2 separate regions of the Mus musculus genome follow, and region 1 is linked to region 2. Evidence: chromatin contacts called from public Hi-C data. All regions are on one chromosome and are shown on one strand. The core of a region is the stretch at or near the end of the contact, and the rest is flanking DNA. Distances in the headings are between cores, read along the strand shown. Region 1 has its middle 64 kb from the start of Gm27166. Region 2 has its middle 28 kb from the start of Gm27162.

Region 1 (5,598 bases), core at 1,410-3,909, 190 kb after region 2:
AATATTTGATACAGGTCTTTCTTCTTCTTCCTTCTTTCTTCCTTCTTCTTCTTCTTCTTCTTCTTCTTCTTCTTCTTCTTCTTCTTCTTCTTCTTCTTCTTCTTCTTCTTCTTCTTCTTCTTCTTCTTCTTTTTCTTCTTCAGTTAAAATGCTTGTGGTAGCTTTCTAATGCCTGGGTTAGCTCTGATGTCAGCTTCTCTACAAGATAAATACCAAACCATCATTTGCTTAATCCAGGAGGGAATTGAGTTTTATTTATAATATGCTCCAGGCAAGATTTCCAGATATTAAATGTATTTTTCTCCACATGGAGAGACAGGGGCATTGGCTCCTTCTGTCATGGACTTGTCCTTGGCTTTGAAGTTTTCTGTAATCCAGGTATCTACCAGTAGAGCCATTCCATCTGGCTTCAAAATCACACAAAGGAACCACACCCACTTTTTATCATAAGGAAGTAAGCATATGGCCTAATCCACAGGAATGATGAAAATGTAGCCCTGACTACCGAGCCCATTTTGAGAGGAGCTCTGAACTGGGAACTTGTGTTTAGCTGTCTTAAAGACAAACTTCTTTTCATTCTTCTTTATTCCCTTCTCCGCCATTTTTCTACCCCTTCCTCTTTTCGGCAAAGATTGGGCTGGCCTGAGACTTGCTTAATAGTCTATTTATAATGTACTTCTTATGTGGGTTCTTAATTTTCTGTTTCTAAACCATGTTTCTCATTTTGGTAATTAAAATTCTTGATGAACAGTCACACCTGTTATGCAATAGCACAATCTTTTATATAGTACATCACCTATCTTGAATATATTCTGTTCCTATTAAATATGTTTCATGTCCTTTACAATAAATATTATTTTTATGCTAAATTCCCCTAAAGTGGCCGAATATTGCCCTCTTCTCCCCTATGATGACTCCTTGAAACAAATATATAAGTAGACTCTTATTTTGAAGAATTGGCACAGTGCTTTGTGTAACATTTGCTCCTCAAACATGTTTGGAATAATTACAAGGTTCCAAACATGGCAAATGCTTTGGTGAAAGAAATGAAAATCCTTCAGTCTCTAACCAGGAGGAATTTGGTCAAGACTGACAAGAAAATCAAAAGGCTTAGGGACTTTTACATGTTGACATGACCATGAAGAAGCGGATAATATTTACACAGAATGAGCAGAGCCAGCATCGAGGGCAAGCAGTATGAGATCACTCACTTTATTGCTTGATCTGCTGAGATGATCTCAACGCAGAAGCCACTCTTAATGGCAACAACATTACTATTAATTAAAGTAAGTTTTATAGCACAATGCTTTATCCAGCATTGTCATTCAGGTCATGTGGTTTGCCCCCCCCCAAATGAATTTATGAAATTCCTAGGCAAATGGATGGACCTGGAGGGTATCATCCTGAGTGAAGTAACCCAATCACAAAGGAACTCGCACAATATGTACTCACTGATAAGTGGATATTAGCCCAGAAACTTAGGATACCCAAGATATAAGATACAACTTGCCAAACGCATGAAATTCAAGAAGAACGAAGACCAAAGTGTGGACACTTTACCCTTTCTTAGAAATGGGAACAAAACACCCATGGAAGGAGTTACAGAGACAAAATTTGGAGCTGTGACGAAAGGATGGACCATCTAGTGATTGCCATATGCAGGGATCCATCCCATAATCAGCTTCCAAATGCTGACACCATTGCATACACTAGCAAGATTTTGCTGAAACGACCCAGATATAGCTGTCTCTTGTGAGACTATGCTGGGGCCTAGCAAACACAGAAGTGGATGATCACAATCAGCTATTGGATGGGTCACACGGCCCCCAATGGAGGAGCTAGAGAAATTACCCAAGGAGCTAAAGGGAACTGCAACCCTATAGGTGGAACAACAATATGAACTAACCAGTACCCGGAAGCTTTTGTCTTTAGCTGCATATGTATCAAAAGATGGCCTAGTCGGCCATCACTGCAAAGAGAGGCCCATTGGACTTGCAAACTTTATATGCCCCAGTACAGGGGAACGCCAGGGCCAAAAAGGGGGAGTGGGTGGGTAGGGGGTTGGGGGGGTGGGTATGGGGGACCTTTGGGATAGCATTGAAAATGTAAACGAGAAAAATACCTAATTAAAAAAAAACTTTTACTCATTTTGATTCTGAAAGATTGTGAGCATATTTGCCAACAGTATAAAAAAAGAAAGAAAGAAAGAAAGAAAGAAAGAAAGAAAGAAAGAAAGAAACCATAGTGCTTGTCTATAAGGAGTTTTGAATTATTGTATTGTGCACCTTTAATTTCTTCCAGTTTTGAAAAGCGAGTCAATGGCAAACCCCTTGGGTTGAATGCACTTTGTGCCCCAGAGTATTGAAACAGTGGATGGGCAGAGTGTACTTTATACAGTTGCATGTAACAGTTTAAACCTATGGCTAGGAAGCTATTGCCAAGTTGCTTTTCCCATGGATGTGCTAACTTGTACTCTGATTATATATTTCTCTGGTGATCTCCAAACATTCAGATTTGAATTAGGGTCCTAACAGACAGACTAGCTTTTCTTGAGGCTGTCATGAACTCTAATTGAGGTAAAGATCTTTGCTAGTGAAGAGCTCACAACCAAAAGCCTTGTACTTGACCATCCTGCCTGTGAGGGAACTATATTAAATTTGAGCAGTGTTACAGCGACACCTGCCGGACTTTCTCTAACTAGCAAGTGCAATTCCAGCAGATCAGGGTTCTGTGTAATCACAAATATTTCTCACACATATGAGAAGTAAAGTAATTTTCCATGAAAACAAAATCAAACGGTTATCTCTCCTTCAGTATATGAAATAAGGCTTTTCCTGAGGTAAGAAGAATTAACATTGAGCACTCAATTTAACACAAAGACAAGATTAAAATAATGTCTTTATCTCCCATCCAGAAGTTAAGTAGTATCATGGTATTTTGGTTATGTAATCACACCACAGTCTGTAAATATGAGTGCATTTACACAAGCACCTGAAGAACAATTTTAAAATCATTCTTTTTGGCTCAAAAATAAATGTCAAATTCTCAGTTCATTGAGGCTGCTGGGGAGAATGCTCACTTTAGAGATCTGCTTATCCAGAATATGGTTGCTACTTCTTTGTCTCACTTCTCCTCCTCTCCTCTCCTCTCCTCTCCTCTCCTCTCCTCTCCTCTCCTCTCCTCTCCTCTCCTCCCCTCCCCTCCCCTCCCCTCCTCTCCTCTTCTCTTCACGTCTTCTATCTCACAGTTTCTTTTCAATGCTCCCCCCTACACACACACAGGGCAAGCTGCAGTGCATAGCAGCAATATCGTGGATTCCTTAAAAGCTTTGCAGTTGAGCTGAAACCCATATTTCAGATGAGTCTCAAAGTCATCAGATTCAAGCTTGTCACATTTTCTGAACACAAAATTCCAGACATGTTTTATTCACTATCTGTTTGCATCGTTGAGGTAAACATCTCCAACTCATTTCGAAGTTGGGAGATAGCCAAGAAGTCTCAACCCATCATTTCTAGATGTTTTGTTGTATGCTTTGATTCCTCCTTTGGTCAGGTATCTCATTGCTTCATAGCCCCTCTAAACACTAGGCTCAGTTGCTCATGAGAGCACCCTCCCCTACTGACATTTGAAACACTGGACCTCTCATTCATTTTTTAGTTGTATGATGTGAGCTCTAAACCATTCTTCAGTTTGCATAAGGAAAGAGGCTGAGAAACCTAGGCATGTGGTGTGGCATGGCAGGCTGCTGGCCTGCTTGGTGCTCTAGTATCTATAGTCTACCTCGGCAGCACTGTGATTCACTGATGCTAAGGAATAAAAAGACATCGGTCTGACTTCCATGATGAAAGCCTCAAGCTTGGCTCTTACACTGATTCCCAGGTAGTTTTGGACAGTGTCTGTCCCTCCTTGTTTTGTTTTGTGTTTGAAGGAAGATAATGTCTTTAATTAACCTACTGTTTATAAAGAATTTCATATGAGCATTGTGTTTAATACCCTGCCCTCAATGTGTGCACAACTCTACCCTACTGTGCTCAATCTAAAAATTATGGCTTCTTTTTATTTTCTTTAAACATATTCATATACATATATTTCAGTAGAACATGTGTACACACATAAGCCATTGATACCATTTAGTGTAATGCTATCATATAGATATAGAGATAGAGATAGAGATAGAGAGATATAGGACATATGACATATATAGGATATATGATATACGACATACGATATATGATATATGTTTTTAGGGCTAACCACTTGGTATTAGATAAGCAACTATGGGCTTCAATCCAGGGAAGACTGATTCTTTCTCTCTTTAGCAGTCATTGCCTGTGGATCTTCATCTAGGAGTGGGACCTTGTGAGACTTCCCTCACCCACATAGGCATGCCACCTATTGTTGTCCCTGTGTTGGTCAACTTTAGGCAATCACAATGTTGAAATTTTGTGGGTGAAGCTTTCCTGTCATATAGAGAAGACATACTATCTGCATCCATGTTTCTGGTTTTTACAATCTTTCCACCCGGTCTTTTGTGATGTTTGCTTAACCTCAGGTGTAGGGGTTGTGTTGTAAATGTATCAGTTGGTATTGGGCACACACCATTCCTTGTTCTCTGTGTTTTGACTAGTTGTGCCTTGCTGTAATAATGATCCTGTGCTGCAAACAGAAGCATCTTTGATGAGGAGTGAAAGCTACAGTTACTAGGTTGGATGGGTGCACAGATATGTGTCCTAGGCTAGGCCAAGCTGGACCTGGGCACAGGATGAATGCACCAGACAGAACCTGGAGGTTGGATGTGGTACAAACTTAAGTCGAGCTAGCTGGCTGAACTTGGCGATGCACAGGATGTGTGATCAAAGATCACTGTAAATTGATCTCATATGTTTGCACTTCCTAGGCTTGGGTATTTACTCTTGAAGGAAGATAATTATTTTTTTAATTATGGGTTATATATTTACCCTTGTTACACAGTTGTCATAGTAAAATCCATGTGGTAGAGATTTACCCCTGTTATACTGTCTTCGGAGTAAAAAATATGGATAAATGTATTCTAACGATATGTGATATGATAAATCAGGGACACAAGAGAAATACAGTTGTCTGAGCATCAGTGGAGTTCATTCCAGGATCCCAACATAAATACAAATCGAAGAATGATAAAGTCAATTATAGAAAAAAATATATCATTTACTAGACTCATGTATACTATACAGCTTCTATAGATTATTTAAAAGAACTAATGTGATGTGAGTGCTATATAAACAGATGTGACACTGTATGTTTTAGGGAGAAACAAAGATGCTGCTGATGTTGACCTCAGATACTCTGAATATTTTCTGTTCATGTTGGTTGAACTGTCTGATGTGACACCAGCAGATATGAGTTTAGTATATATACAGCAGATATGAGTTTAGTATATATACAGCAAAGGTTCTGATTCCCATGCTACTGACACAGTCAAATGCGATTCACAGGAATCTTCCTTTACCTACAAATGCTCATGTGCTAACTTGAAAGGTTTGAAGGAAATGGAATTGGTTAATCGTTGGCATGAGTATGCTGATGATGTTATCACAGGCTTCCATACATATGCACATT
Region 2 (5,628 bases), core at 2,228-4,727:
GTGTACACACTTATGTGACATCTCGGCCCCAGGGTAGCTCACTATATACGAGCAAATAGTAACTTTGGCCCCAAGCATTTTACATACGTTATATAAAACCTCTGATATTGTGTTTTGTTTTAATCAGGGGTTCACCATGTATCATTGAATGGCCTTAGATGAGCTATAGACCAGAATGGATCGAAGTCACAGAGATCCATCTGCCTCTGCTTCTGCTGGGTTTAAAGGCTTACAGTACCACACCCAGCTCCAACATGTGTTTTTATAGACTACAAACATCTGCAGCCCCCTAGGTCTCATATGTCTCCTCATTCTTGTGTCTTTACACAGTCTAAAACCTCTACAGGCTCACTGGCACTATCGTCATTTTCTGCCGAATCTGTCTGGAGATGACAGAAACATTGTGGCATTTGCTACTTACTGTCACGTTGCATTGAAGTGCAGAGCTGATGTAGGTAAGCACTCAGAAGGGACACTTATTTTTCTTTTGTTTGTTTATCTAATCACTTTTCTGAGACTAAACTATTTGTAGGCGCAATGTGTTTATTTTCATTCATGCAGATGTGCTGCCTATGTAAGGCAAAATGAATATTTAGGAGATGTAAGTTGAGAGGGACATAGACGTGTGCATAACAGGGAATTCAAGTCTCAAAACCCCTTACATGTGTATAAGAGTTATCGTCTTTTTCTGCATCTACAGCTAATGGTCCACAGCCAGTGATAGAATATTAAACTTGTTTTGTAGATTCTAACACCAAGATTCTCTAGAATCCAATCTCTTCAATTTCTCCAACACTTCTTTATTGAGATATCTCAGTCCAGGCTCAGTTCTACCTTAAAGTGCATGTAGACTGTACCACGCTGAGGATGTAGTTCTGAAATCAAGCCTTGGGTCATTCCTTTACTTTCCATGGAATCCTGGGAAATCAATGTAGGGAAATAGTCATGTAGTATTTATCAGTCCTTGAAATTGTCTGATGCATCAGTCTTCCTTTGCAGGAATAACACCCATTTAATTGCTGGCACCTGTGGCAGCGCTGTGGCTGCAGAATGGAAGAGTGGCCGAGACTAGCAGCTACTCATTAGTAGTACTCACAGTTGTAAATGCTGGTGTATACTGTGTATGGTAACAGATTCAGTTTCTGGTACCCATTGGATACACAGTGATGGAAGCATCAATCCAGTAGGCTCCATACTTCCATGCCATCTGCATCTCCCTCCAATTCTCTTCTCACCAAGATCCAGAGTACTTCTTTACTGTATCACCTCATTAGTGTCTTCATCGGGTTCTTTAACAGATCCTGTATGATGGGGTGAGGGCTTTGCTCTGTAATGTAGCTCTCCAGCCCACTATGATCTAGATTTTATCCAAAATCATAAGCTCACCTTCTGCTTCATGTGTGTTGCATATCATACGACCTTATGGACATGAAAGACCCTCCTCTTCTTTCTGCCCCTTTGGCAGGTTATTACCTCTGTCTATTATATCTGCTCACTTCTTAGCACACACTCTCCGAGATTTTTCATTATTTCAATTATATTTCTATTAGCATTACAATGCAAAGGCATTTACGTGCCAGTCCTGGTGGTAGATAATGGAATATGTGTCAGTCTGTTTCCTCATTCATAAAAGGAAAGCTTTCTTTGGTCCCCCTTAGGTACCTTCTAGAGTTATACGATGACTTCGGTGCTGATAAGGTTGATTGTTTAGCAGGGGCAGTCTAAAGATAGAGAATTTAGGTCCCCTGGGCAAGCTTTTGCCCCTGCATAAAATCAAAGAGGGCACGTTTTGCTAATGTGCTTTATCTTGCCCATCAGCTCTGATTACTAATTCCACAGGGTGATCACAGTTACTGGGCCTCCTCATCTAAAGAGATGCAATCCTAGGAACACTGCCCTTTGACCTACTGGCTGCCCTGTGCATTACTCACCCTGTCACTGGTCCCGAGTCTGGCCCATCATCTGCTGGGAACTCTACAGTCTGGAGAAGCAGCAGAATGAAACAGGACGCTTGCTGGGTGAGAGGGCAAGGGTGGAGACTATGACACTGGGAGGAACACGCAACTCAGGCCAAACACATAGTGTACTAAGCCTTTGAGTCCAAGGACAGAGTCAGAGAGAGGGGCCAGGTGCTCTTAAAAAATGAGGTGCCTGGCCATTGATATCCAGATGCTGGGGAAAAGTATGGGTTTGCCAAAGCAAAATTAAGGCATGAGGGCAGTGTTGACTGATGTGCTGGTGACTCTAGCAGCTTCTGTCTTTTGCTTTTGTTCTTCATTCAGAACAGAGCACTGGCTGCAATAATAAACAATGCAGAGCAGACAGAGTTCTGTAGTGAGATAACTGTGCCCCACAGACAGTGCCCCTGGGCTAGAACCTGACTTCACAGGGACCATATCCAGGTAGACAGGAACCTTGAAAGATTCCATACCAGATGTGAGTCTTGAGGACTTAACGATACACCCTTCTTTCCAAATTGGGTATATGCTTTTGATAGTTGTATTCCAGCATGTTCCTAGGAAAATGAATGATGAGTGAAAGTAGATGAGGAAATAAAACAAATTAATGTACTGACTGAGAGAATACAAAACCTTGGTAACTGAAGGAGTAAGAAATGATAAGCCTAAAAACTCCAGCACTGTCAGAAACAGGGCTCCGCAGCAGAATCACACTGTAAGCAAATTCCTCCATCACTTTATCATCTCGGGGGTGGATGTGCAAGGGGTGTTTGTGAAGTTAAGTTTGAAAGTAGTGAGAGATGACGGAGGCAGATGCACAAAGCTACTCTTCTCTCCATTCACCAATGTGTGAGATCTGAGGTAATGTGCTCCTACAGAAGGTGATCTTTTATGGAGAGCAAAGTCAGAGATGGAAAGGAAAGACATCTTAGTAGACACAAATGCTATGCTTCTGTGAAGGCTATGTTTGCCTTCCTAGATATTTGCCCATTAGGGTAGGCTTTTATCTTATTTATGGTTGTTCTCGCATTACACACCTCCAGCTACTAAACTCTGGAAATCTAGGGGTTGAGGTGGAAATTGCAATTATCAAGTTTTCTACATAATGAGAACCAAGGAAAGGATGCCGTCTGACTCTCAAAGCCAGTACCTTTGCCTTTAACGTAGAATCCACAGTCAATCCAGGCTCTCATGCATCCTTTGCTGCTGATCACATGGAAGCCCTTTGTTCTCGGGGATGTTTGAATGTAGACAAACCTTCAGACTAGGCCATGCTGGCTCTCACTGAAGCACTTGCTGGAGTAAATCAGAGCTGATGGATTCAGCTTGAGGAGGGGCTGGAGAGATGCTTGCAGAGTGCCGTAAACAGGACATGGAGGAAGTCGGGAGCTGGATTGGAGTTGTTAACCCCCCCTACACCCCATTGTCAGGAAATGTGGGGAGCTGACAGCTACAGAGCACACAATGATGCAGCAGGAAGTGGCCTTTATAAATACAGAGGTCAGGGCCAGCCCGGCAAACAATAGGGGAAATGATGAAGGCAGGCAGTGGGCGTGGGGGGCAGAGAGGACCTGGATGATTCTATCAGTGACAAGAGCTGAGCAAGGAGTTGTGGGGTTTGCTGAAGGAGGTCTGGGGGTTGCAAATAAAACAATACAAGTTGCCAGGTGACTCAGTAGCCACAACAGAAGGCAGTGGGATGTGTAAATAGTTTACTGTATGGGCCATTGTTCCTTCAAGAACCTCTCCCTAGCTTCTACGTGTCAAAGGTCTCTCTGTTACTGACTTACCGGAAGCTAGTCCAGTGTTCAGAGGGTGCTATTCTGTGCCATGGGGCAATGGGCTATTGGACCATATTCTTTGTCTGTGTTTACCTTGGAACCCCAATGAAAGCAAGACGGAGGATCTGCAGGAATCAGGCTAAGGGTCCGGTGCTCAGCTTTGGTGTCATCTCTCTGGATCTCTCTAGTGAATGGATGTAGATGAACAGGGAGCTACTTTATTAAGTCATAAATGTACTGTTGTAAGTAAGCTGAGACTCAGAGTACAGAAGAGGCAACAAATCAAGGTGGGATGCTTGGCTGCTTCTCCAGAATGAAATTCCATGTTGGTTAAGCAGGTGAGCAAGTGGATACTTGTAAAGTTTTCTAAAGAACCTACAGTATTTACTTAGTGGCCTGTGCTATTCTTCCTATGAATTGACTACCTCAATCTTTTAGGCTCAGTTTCCACTCAGTACTCGGATACCTATGGAATGCTAAGCTTCTAGGAACAATGAGATTCCACATAAGACCCTTCTTCCTTTCCATCGTTGCCCAGGCAGCCCATGTCTGTGGAATATTAGATATTCATATTTTATCTTGACATGCTAGCTGTGTTAAAGAAGCAAGCATATGTTACATTTGTCCCTGGAGCATATGTGATTGTACTGAAATCAAATACTATGTTTAATCCTTCCAGATATTTATTTATTTATTTATTTACTTATTTATTTATTTATTTTTGGTTTTTCGAGACAGGGTTTCTATGTATAGCCCTGGCTGTTCTGGAACTCACTCTGTAGACAAGGCTGGCTTCGAACTCAGAAATCCACTTGCCTCTGCCTCCCAAGTGCTGGGATTACAGGCATACACCACCACTGTAATCACAAAGGCATAGGCTATATGTGAATACATATTGTGTACTATCAATAGGATGTTACATGTACCATATACCACATATTGTTTTAAAGTATTTCATTACAAATTATACACACACACACACACACACACACACACACACACACACATGTATATATATACACACACACACACATATATATAGTATCATTTTGATCAGTGACTATTTGAAAATATGGAAAATTTGAAACATAAAATTGGATATAGAATATCTTCTCAACTGTAAATATACATGTAAATTTAAAAGATTAAAAACAATGTAAAAGACTAGAATTTTTCACTCATTCGGCAAAGATAGTTTTTCTTGATAGAATTCTTAAAATCCTAATAGGAGAAAACTTTTTTCTTTTTCTAGAATTTTAAAAGAATCTGTATTTAATAACCAATTTAATCATTAAAATCATTGGTAAGTATGAAGTTGAAATTTCAAATTTAGATCCCTCCATTATCCCCTCAGACAGAATGAAGATGTAAGAGTCTTCAAATAACTCAGAGAGGAAGATATGGGGTACAGTTATGTCTTGCAGGTCTTTTTAAAGCTCATGGAGCTGAATAAAACAATATTCAACAGTTTGAAGCATGATAACATGAAGGCATGGGGATCTCCCAGCTACCGTATAATTTTATGTACATCTATCTATTGATCTATTTATCTACGTATTTACAACCTATCCATCAATGTATCTATCTATATAACTCTATTTTCTATTACCTATCTATTATCTCTTGGCTTCTGAAAAACTACTGAAGGGAAAAGAAGAGAGTGTATGGCAAGCTCCTTCATGGTATTGGATAGTGGAATTGAAAAATTCATTTGAAGACCTAGAGGCTTAAATGGTCGACATTGTCATATTGTCGATACTAAAAATTTTGCAGGTAGACACCTATTTGATTAAAGGATAAACAATTTCACTTCAAAAAGGCAACATTGTTGGACGTTGTGCACCTAGGATTGGTTAAGAAATGTTCATTGACTCTCTTGATTCCCTCTC

What was found. A called contact is a pair of places that touch in the nucleus more often than the background predicts.
Region 1: a Hi-C map of CD8 T cells shows a contact between it and region 2, with 2.5 times the contacts expected there. The contact joins two enhancer-like sites. A contact is called at or near these places in 1 of 484 Hi-C or Micro-C datasets (CD8 T cells) and 1 of 9 other capture datasets (embryonic stem cells).

The regions. Positions count from the first base shown.
Region 1 is chr9:33,093,187-33,098,784 of GRCm38.p6, forward strand. No RefSeq gene overlaps it. Among named protein-coding and RNA genes, the nearest start is that of Gm27166, 64 kb to the left of the region's middle. Within about 2 kb of position 2,660, at least 5 of the 459 cell types and tissues checked have an H3K27ac peak or open chromatin away from gene starts, as enhancers often do. A contact at or near this core is called in CD8 T cells, where this site is marked.
Region 2 is chr9:32,898,029-32,903,656 of GRCm38.p6, forward strand. No RefSeq gene overlaps it. Among named protein-coding and RNA genes, the nearest start is that of Gm27162, 28 kb to the right of the region's middle. Within about 2 kb of position 3,478, at least 53 of the 459 cell types and tissues checked have an H3K27ac peak or open chromatin away from gene starts, as enhancers often do. A contact at or near this core is called in CD8 T cells, where this site is marked.